Regions from separate parts of the Gossypium hirsutum genome. Here region 1 is linked to region 2. Evidence: chromatin contacts called from public Hi-C data. All regions are on one chromosome and are shown on one strand. The core of a region is the stretch at or near the end of the contact, and the rest is flanking DNA. Distances in the headings are between cores, read along the strand shown.

The links. Hi-C and Micro-C count contacts between places; a contact is called where the count stands out from the background.
Region 1: a Hi-C map of leaf shows a contact between it and region 2, with 1.8 times the contacts expected there. The contact joins the promoter of LOC107901960 here to the promoter of LOC107901956 in region 2. A contact is called at or near these places in 10 of 34 Hi-C or Micro-C datasets (callus, fibers, hypocotyl and 2 more).

What each region holds. Positions count from the first base shown.
Region 1 is chrD06:56,766,421-56,771,583 of Gossypium_hirsutum_v2.1, reverse strand. LOC107901960 (arogenate dehydratase/prephenate dehydratase 1, chloroplastic) reads right to left here and starts at 1,712. Exons shown (of 11, transcript XM_016828155.2): 1 at 757-1,712. The coding sequence starts at 1,027.
Region 2 is chrD06:56,592,901-56,597,733 of Gossypium_hirsutum_v2.1, reverse strand. LOC107901956 (ATP synthase gamma chain, chloroplastic) reads right to left here and starts at 1,869. Exons shown (of 2, transcript XM_016828144.2): 1 at 1-1,869. The coding sequence starts at 1,068. It overlaps LOC107901955 (pentatricopeptide repeat-containing protein At1g11710, mitochondrial), which reads right to left and starts at 4,758. Exons shown (of 2, transcript XM_016828143.2): 1 at 4,423-4,758; 2 at 2,027-4,278. The coding sequence starts at 4,237. The coding sequence ends at 2,273.

The DNA of each region.
Region 1 (5,163 bases), core at 463-2,962, 170 kb before region 2:
TCCCATTGGGTTGACATTACGCATGATACTCAAAAGTTCCAAAAAAGAATATTCCTCCTACTCATAACTACACATGTTAGCAGAAGATGTTGTTCGTAAAAGTAAGCGATGCATGATTCAGTGCAAAATTTTTATGTCCGGCTTCAAACAAACATAACTAAAGATCATAAGCATCAAAAGCCATCAACAAAGTAAATCTCAACTGCCAAGCTAGGAATCTCATTTTGTATTTACTTTCTTGCTAAACCAACGGTTCCATGGGACCGAATAGTCCAAAATAGTTCCAAGCAGGAGACAATAGCAGCCATCTTCTATCTTTACATAGCTACATAACCTTGAAGCACATTCAAACAACTGACATTGAATATAATTGGCCTCATAAATGTAATTCTACATATCAAATGAAACATCATTTATCCTAACGAATGTTCCAACTGTCCTTTATTCAAACTCATTCAAAGTAGAACCTTTCATTTAGCTATAAACACTAGAACAACAAATGGACCCATCTACATTGCCCTTCAACATATTTTAGGATTCTTTTCAACCTCAATCAAAATATTTGCATCAAAAATAAAAAATGAAATGAACATTATTTCCATCTATAATTTCATTAATGCTAATTTATAGAACAAAGCATAGCTTCCATCACATCTAAAATTCATTCAACAACTCAATTAAATTATAGGAAGAGAATTATAAAAAAAAAATTAAAACCCAATATTAGTTGAAAGTACTAGAACCGAGTTAGATTACTAGGAAGAAGATTCAAGTCCTTGTGAAACCCCCTTGAGATTGTGTTCCCATCGTTATCAATCTTCCCAGTGGGAGATGTCTTGGCCCCAGGCTTCTCGTCTTCAACAAGACAAATAGCACTTTGTGCTGAAGCACCCAAAGCACAGCATTCCAATCTAATAGGCCTCAAATCCAACACAATCCTACCTCGGCTATACCCCAAAGCTGGTATCTCAAGAAGAGACTGAGGCTTTTGAGAACAAAAGAAGATCGGAACACACTTCAAAGCCATCAAAAAATACAAGAAATCTCAAAAACCAAATAACACACAATGCCAATGTCCTGCTATTTTTCTATCAAAAAAACAAGAAAAGGCCAAAACTTCAACCTCTCAATGAGTGAAAAAAAGAATCAAGTTTGGTGGTGCGGTGTTGTTGGTGAAACAGAATGAGAGGCAACTTGAAAGGAGAATGCAGGTTAAGTATGAATGGACCCCATAACACAAAACTACTCAAAAAAGAAAAGCCCAAACTATTTTTTTCTCCCCTTCTTTTCAACTGAGAAATCAAACAAATGTTACTGGTAATTCAAAGAACTTGGGTAGACTAGAAAAAGAAGAGGGTAGTTGGGAAAGGAAAGTTGGCCACACGTTTCCTTAGATTAGAGGGTGTTTGACGTCAAAGAAGGAAAGGAAAAAAAACAAAGGTGAAGCCAAGCAATCCAATGAGAATCCAATCTTCAAGAGTGAAACCTGGGTCCTGGGAACAACTATATCACCACCAAACCTTCCATATATGATATTAAATAGAGGAGAATAGGCAGCGTATAATCAGGGAATGGTTTTGGAAACCTGGAAATGGCCTTCCAAATTTCACAATAATGGCTGAGCTGACTTAAACATAACATTAAATTGTATTGGGGAAGAAAATAAATATTAGATAGTATATTCTTCCAAATGTTTTCTGTAGCGTTATCAAAATCCAGTTCAGGCGTTACTAAAGTTATTTAAATAAAATATCTCAATTTTGGACTTTTTTTTTAAGAAATCTTATCCCTTGTACTTTTTTTTATTCATATAAAATTGTAGCCTATTTTCACTTTTAAATAAAAGATAAGGAACTCAAATTCATATTCTCTTGTTTCGATAAATTTTAGTATTTTTTAGGTGAATTGTCAAATTGAACTGGAACTCTCAATTTTCTATTTAAAATATTTTTTGATCTAAAAAAAAAGTTTTTGTATTATAAGTTAATTTATATTTTGGTCTTTTATTCAAAAGTAAATAAATTAGAGTAAATTGGTTCATTTTTTTAAAATATCTCTCTATTTTTATTATAAAAAATTAGTTTATATATGTCAACATGAGGTGCATGTGGCATACAATGTATAATTGTTTAGTTATTTCATTAGTCAAGTCAGTTTTTAATAGTAAAAATATATGTTCTTTAATAAAAATGATCAGTTTGCTTTTTTATTTAACTACAAGAACTAATTTAAATTAGGTTTGATCATGGATCGGGCCATTTGCCTAGACCTGAAAACCCGCTCGAAAAAGTGGGAGAGTTTGGACAAAAATATAGATCCGAAAAATGAACTTGGACAAAAAATAACACCCGTTTTCGAAATGGGTTGGACCTAAGGTAAGATTTTTTTGCCTGGACTTAATCCAGAAAAAAATTTCTATTGCTGTTTGTTGTCATTTTGCTTTGTTTTGCTACTATTTTGTTATTACATTGCTACTATTTTGTTATTATTGTTTGGAAATTGTATAACTCTTATTTTATTGTTAATTTTGTTACTATTTTAAAGGCATTTGCTTGCTAAGTTGTAACTGTCTTAGTATTATTTAAGTATAAAGATTTTTTTAATGTATTTTCAATTTATTGGGAAATATTTATTTTAATGTTTTTAGTATATTTGATGTATTGTATTTTTTAAATTTATTTTTATATAAAAAATAATATAAAAATTTTCAATATGGGCAGGCCAGGTGGGCTCGGGTTTAGTATTTTTTTATCTGGGTCAAGTTTGAGCAAAATTTTAGGTCTATTTTTTGAGTCAAACTTGAGTATAAAATTTGACATCGACCTGGCCCATGATCAAATCTAATTTAAAATTACTCATTTTTTTAATGAGATACAATTTAATTCTTGATATAGGAACTTTTATGATACTTTTATCCAATTTTTTAATATATCTTATTTATTAATTAAAATCAATAATATAGTACATAATCAAGTTGTGAATGTCGTACAACAAAGGATTATCTGTATTTAGTAAGGTGATGGACCATACACTATTACTAGATTGGCACCTAAAACAAAAAGCTACAAACTCAAAACGAGGCACTAGGGCCTTTACAGCAGACATCCATTTCAGTTCTTCTAAGCTTTGTAACATTGTTGGCTGAGTGAGTCACTTTCAATTTAACATTCTGATGACTAGACTTGATTACCACCAGGTTGGGTCGATTTTTAGATTTGAGTTCCATTTAGCTTCAAAAATCTAAAATTCGAACTTGACTTGAAATTGAAATACATTAAATAACACTAATATATTTCTAATTTAGCAAGTAAATGGATTTAAAATAATAGTAAAATTAACCATAAAATAAGACTTATATAATATCCAAACAATAATAATAAAATAATAGTAATATAATAGTAAAACAACAACAACAAAGTTTAAGCTGATCCATGTCGGAGACCAAAAAGTCTTACTGAGACTCGACCCGTTTAGAAAACGAATATTATTGTTTTTCATAGCCCAATTTTTTGACCTATATATATTTTTGTTCAAACCCTTTTATTTTTTAAGTAGATTTTCGAGCCTGGACGAATGACCCAGGTTGGGTTTTAAATTCATGGTTTAATAATTTTAAAAATCTCTTTTGTATTTTAGTTTCTTCATTTTTTCTTATTCTTTTCATTTTTACTTTTCATTAAGCTTTTCGATATCTGTTTTCTATCTCCAGGTTGATATACACTTTGTAATTTTCATTTTTTTTCAGCTTTATTTTAAAAGTATTTGACATAACATATTATTAGAATTAAATTAAATTATTTTTAACCAAATAAGTAAAAATTAATTTGATAACCTTTAATATATTTTCAAGTGTTACAAATTTAAGCCCTAGAAAAAATGGATGAACGCTCTATTGAAGAACAAGATCACTTGGAACGTAGCACCAAGAAGATTAAGGCAATAGATCTTTTTTCTACACCGCCGTCTCGATCTTATAAGGATTCTCTATTGAAGCCACTGGTATCTAATGATTTATTCTAAGGAGTCATCTCAGTGGAAGAGGATGATGATGACTCGAATTTAGATATGGAGGAGCTCTCTGATGAGTTTACAAGTATTCCAACGGTGGAAGTGGATAGAGAGTGGAAACGGAATCTACGAAAACCGTGGAGAAACGCTCCAATCATTAAGTTGTTAGGGAAGTCGATCTCATACAGTGCCCTTATATAACGATTAACAACTATGTGGAATCTAGATGAGGAGTTTGATTGCATTGATTTGGGACATGATTTTTATGTTGTTAAATTCTTGAGCGCAGAGGATCTCTTGACGGTGATAACGGCGGGTTCTTGGAAGATTATGGATCATTATCTTACAATACAAAAATGGAAGCCGAACTTTCACCCGACTATGGGAACGGTTGCATCCATAGCAGTGTGGATTCAATTGCTTGGTTTACCTTTGGAATATTTCAATGAAGAAGTACTAGTTAAAGTCGGGAAGCTTGTTGGTAGACGCATCAAATTGGATTCTAATACAGTTTATACTACTAGGGGGAAGTTTGCAAGAATTTATATTGAAATTTATCTGTCCAAGCCTTTGATTCCATCAATTAGAATTGGTAATTTCGTTCAAAATATTGAATATGAAAAGCTTCATAATATTTGTTTTTCTTGTGGCTGTTTTGGACATCGCACAGAGGCTTGTGTCTTGAAAAAAATGGTGACTAACCTTGAAGAGTTGTCGGAGGCGGTACAAACGAAAAATACAAAGGCAACAAGTGAAAAGACGGACAAGGCGACAAATGAGGTAATTTTGGCCCGTGGATGCTTGTACAACGCTCACAAAGGAAACCAATAATTTTGGGAAATAAATCTCATAATCCACGTTGAGAGATGGGGCAAGAAAACATGTTTACTATTTTTAATAATTTAAATAAGGAAGGATTGGAGAATAATACGTTGGAAATGGCAGAAGTTGAAATCAATAATGATAGGCCCAAAGATTTAGGGAGATTTAATAGCATACAAGTGAGGCATTTGGTAGGTAAAGAACGACAACATCAAGTTTTCCATGCTAGCTACCACGTCTGCATGGCATGGAAAGGAAAAAAAGTTGTAAACACTAGTAAGGAAGACCGTAAAAGGAATCTAAGCATCTTGCGATAGCCAACTTTCCAAAGTC
Region 2 (4,833 bases), core at 620-3,119:
CTGCCGGTTGTAGACGATAGACAAGGTCTTTTTCAGTTCCTGGGCATTATCAGTAGCATTGCTCATGGCACTCATCCTAGCTGCAAGCTCACTGGCTAGTGATTCCTGCAAAGCCCTCAGAACCTGGCTGTTGAGATAAAGAGGCAACAAAGCATCAAGAATCTGAACTGGGTCCTGCTCAAACTGCAAAATGGGAGAGAAATCAGCTGTCTGAGTCCTCATAACTTCTCTCTCCACCGTCAGTTTCCCTTCCCTGGTTGTCAATCTGAAGAACTCATCCTCAGCAGCATCAACACAAACACCATTTACATCACAGATTTCACCCTTTGGTGACAGTGGAAGCAAAGTATGAATCACAGGATCAGACTTAACCAAGGATACGAATTTGGTGTACAAAAGCTCCACTTTATCGACTTCTTCACTAACAAAGAGTGAAAAAACATCATCAGCAATTGCCTGAGCTTCTTTAGCTGTAGGGAGTGAGCTACCATCTAGGAATTTGTCCACTGGGATGTAGGGCCTGCGGATGAAATATGAATTACCCTTTTTCCCCACACTGATTATTGTATAATCAAGTCCAAGCTGCTTCAATTCTGCAATTCTAGCTTCAGCTTTCTTGATGATAGCATTGTTAAAACCTCCACAGAGACCACGATCACCAGTAACAACAACCAAAGCAACTTTTTTGACAGGCCTGACGTTTGTGAGAGGAGCATCTATGTCTTCAGTCTGGAGCTGTTCATTGATGTTGTAAAGAACTTCAACCAGGGACTCAGAGAAAGGTCTGCCATTGACAACAGCTTCTTGTGCTCTCCTAACTTTAGCAGCAGCCACAAGTTTCATGGCTTCAGTGATCTTCTGCGTGTTCTTTACTGAATCAATACGGTCTCTAAGCTCACGAAGACCACAGTGAACTGGGGTTACAGATGAGGACCTGGAAGGGTTACCGGGGGTTGAGCTCTGAGATGGGAGCTGAAAAGGGCTGATGAAAGAACGGAAAGAGAGTGAAGAAGTGTCAGAAAGAGAGGGTTTTGAGGACACCCACATTGTCAGATTTGAGCAAGACATGGTGACAATGGATCCCGGAGCTCTACAAAGGATTGCAAAAGAAATTTACTCTAAAGAGAGCAAGAGAAAGAGCTTTTTCCTACAATGGCTTGCTTTTGTATTTTGATTTTTATCAAGTCTTATCCTTTTGTGTGTTGGAGAGTAGTTTCTGGTATGGAGGAAATCAGAGGGAATGTGTGGAAGTGAGAGGGAGGGAATGGATGAGGTTTTGGGATAAGGATTTTGAAATTTTGGTCCATTGATTTTTCACCATTACATCTTGATGGGGCCTTTTTGAAGTGGCAACCTCCTAATGGTTGCTTCTTGGATCTTAACTTGATAGGTTCCCTATTCTGAAAGGTATATGCCACTCCATGAATTTTGATACTTTTCAACCATACTTACAATATTTACTTGTGTTAATTTCCAGGAAATATGTGTGGAAAAGGTTTGTACCTGATAAGAAAAGCCATAGACTTTATGTTGCAAAAAAACTGATTTTCTGTAAAAATGGTTGGAGAACAGGTCAAAAGAGCTTTATGATTTGAATGTCTATCATACTTCCATACAAAATAATCAAAAGATTACATTTCAGAAAACAAATGCGTTGCCTTCGACATATTGCTGGTGTTTTATACCCTGTAACAATAAGAAATGAGGAAAAAAAAAGGAACAAAAAAGATGATGAAATTTCAAGGCCACACATTCATGGACCGATACATCATTAGTCAAAATTATGCAGAAGATCAATTCCAATTTAACAGGTCGAAACATCTTGCATCAGAACCGAAATGCTCCATCATCTTCCTAGATCAGTGTTGCAAGAGCTTTTAACTGTCAATGTCTACTCCTTTGAACCTATGAGATTTAGAGCTCTAGGTAATGAGAAAGGAAAGAACAGGCCAATTCAAGAACTTCCAGGCCCCTGAATGCATATCCAACTTATAAACAAAACAGAAACAATCATCATAACATCATCTTTTCCTAAAACTGTTTTTCGAGTAGAAAATTTCACTTAATAATACATACAATGGCATAAATTAGCAACCTGTCGTGTTCGACAGCTGCATAATTGGCTACAATCCACACCATAGGCGAAATCCCTATATTTATTTGACATAAAGAAAAAGTTCTCAGTTGTTCGTTATCTGATGACAATGAATAAGAATGAAGGGGGGGAAAAATCAAAGGCAACTGAACTAACATGAGTAAGAAAATATAAAAACTAAACTCTTGTCTCCTCATTTTCTTCCCCAAGGAGGGGTCTGACAATAGCTTGATACGTCTGTCGGTAAGGAACCACTCCGTTAAGCACCATGGAGTCATGCAATTCAATAACTTCATCTGCGCTACAATTCTTAGCAGAACATGTAATGAGCATCGCGTATGTTATAAAATCAGGAATCAGGCCCTCTAGAACCATTCTCTTCGTTAGTTCTTTTGCTTGTTGAATGCACCCACACTTGCAAAGAAAGTTTATCAATGTATTGTAAGTTACTGTGTTTACAAACCTCCCTACCTTTCGCATCTCCATTAACAGAGAAAATGCCTCGTCCATATTACCACAGCTGCAATAACCGTTAATGAGAGTATTATATGTTATAGCATCAGGTAAACCCAGACTCTTTAATGAATCTATCATCCGTCTTGCAGCATCCATTGACATCTCCTTGCACAATCCATTAAGAATAGAGTTATATATCACTATGTTGGGCTTTTTCTCCACCTTCATCTTTTCGTAGACCCAAACAGCACTTCCTAGTTTCCCTTCCTTGCAATACCCATCAATTAAAGCACCATAGGTGACCAAGTCTGGAATTAAACCACGGATGAACATGCTACCCACAAGTTGCATGGCTCCTGATAAATCATTGCTTTTACAAAGGTAATTGATGAGAATATTGTGTGAGAATGTGTCTTCAATGACATTCTTTTCCATAATCTGGCAATGAAATTTAAAAGCTTGCATCACATATCCATTTCTGCAAAGCCCCTGTATAAGAGTAGAGTAGGTGAATTGATCAGGGAATACATGCTTGTCAATCATGTCCGATAATACTAAAGAAGATCCCCCGATATCACCTTCTGAGTAAAGCCAATGGAGGATTGAATTATAAACAACTGTATTAGGCATCAAGCCCCTTTCCACCATTTCATCACACAATCTTAATGCCTCCTCCAAACACCCTCCTCGTGCATAACCATCTATCATTGCTGCATAAGACCTTACATCAGGCTTGACACCTGCCTTAATCATATCATTAAGGACTTCTTCTGCAAACGCAACTTTACCTAATTTGCAAAACCCGTTAATGATAGAATTATAAGTTACGGTGTTGGGCGAAACAAAGTTCTCTGACATTACTCCCATCTTTTCAACTAGCTTCAAAGCAAGCTCTATGCCACCCACCCTACAAGCTCCATCTATTATCATGTTGAAAGTAACAATATTAGGCAGGATCCCACTCTTCAACATCCGATAAAATGTTGAAATAGCTTCTAGCAATTTACATTCCTTACAAAGAGCATATACAACCAAGTTAAAAGTATTCAAATTCTCAATATACCCGTAAGAAATTATTTCCTTATACATGTTCCAAAATCTAACAATTTCATTTAACTTCAATAGTTGACTCAAAAAATTATTCCAAGCATGAATAGTAACAAGACGGCCCTCCATTCTCAACTTCTTAATAACTAAGTAAGCACCTTCGGTTGCACCACATCGAGTGCAAGCTCTAACCAATGCATCAAAGACGGCTGGACATGACTTACAAATTTCATAACTATCCAACAAACCATCCAAAACTTCCATTGGGGTCATTCCATCTACATGTATTAATTTCTCCATTATAGACAATGCATCATCGAATCGCCTCGACTTGACCAACACATGAATTAGAGCACAACGCGATGTCAATGAGAGTGGGAACCCTTTTTTCTCCCCAAACCAATCGTAAAATTCCAAGGCTAACTGAGGTGAGTTCTGAAACTCGCCAACAACACGACTCACCAATGCATTTGTAAGACTTGGGAACACTTGATCCAAGAATTTCCATCTTCTATGCTTTAAATTAACACAAATCGCTCTGAATACAATGTCTTCACTATTTGGGCAAGAGAATTGCTTACCTAAATGCAATCCTCGGTTGAAAAAGCAACTTCTTTGGACAAAAAGAGCAAAAACCATAGAAATATCGATACCCAATTCATCAAAAGCAACACTTCTTTCTGTAAAAAAGAATAAAACGGAAAAAGAAAACCCAAATCACTATAGCAACATAAAATCTGCTTAACTTACAAGAGAGGGGGAAAGAAGAGAAAGTTGCAGTCTAAAAATGAAACACGGCAAAGAAAGAGATGAACTAAGCTTACAACAATACTACTAGCTTCTAAGCAGCTCCAACGGAGTGTGTCTTGAAGAACGACTGCCGACGATCTTAGGTGTAAAGAAAATATAAAAGTGACTGCTAAGATTAGTGCAAACAAAAACGGTGAAATGTTTTTAACTTTCCGGTTGCCACCGGCTCCAATGTCGGCAACTCATGATATCGCTCATGGGCATTGCAATCATGGGTTGTTTGTTATTCCTGGGCTTTAATTTTGTCCACTAATATTTTCCCTTTTTGCTGGGCTTGATCAACCTTATACTGGGATAGATTTATGGGGTTAACTTTCTCGTTGGCCACTTTAAAAATCAAACAAGATGCAAAGAAAATATCATCTGCCAGTTGGGCTAGAAATAAACTTTGTTTTTCGGCTTAATACCACTTTTGGCCCTTGTAC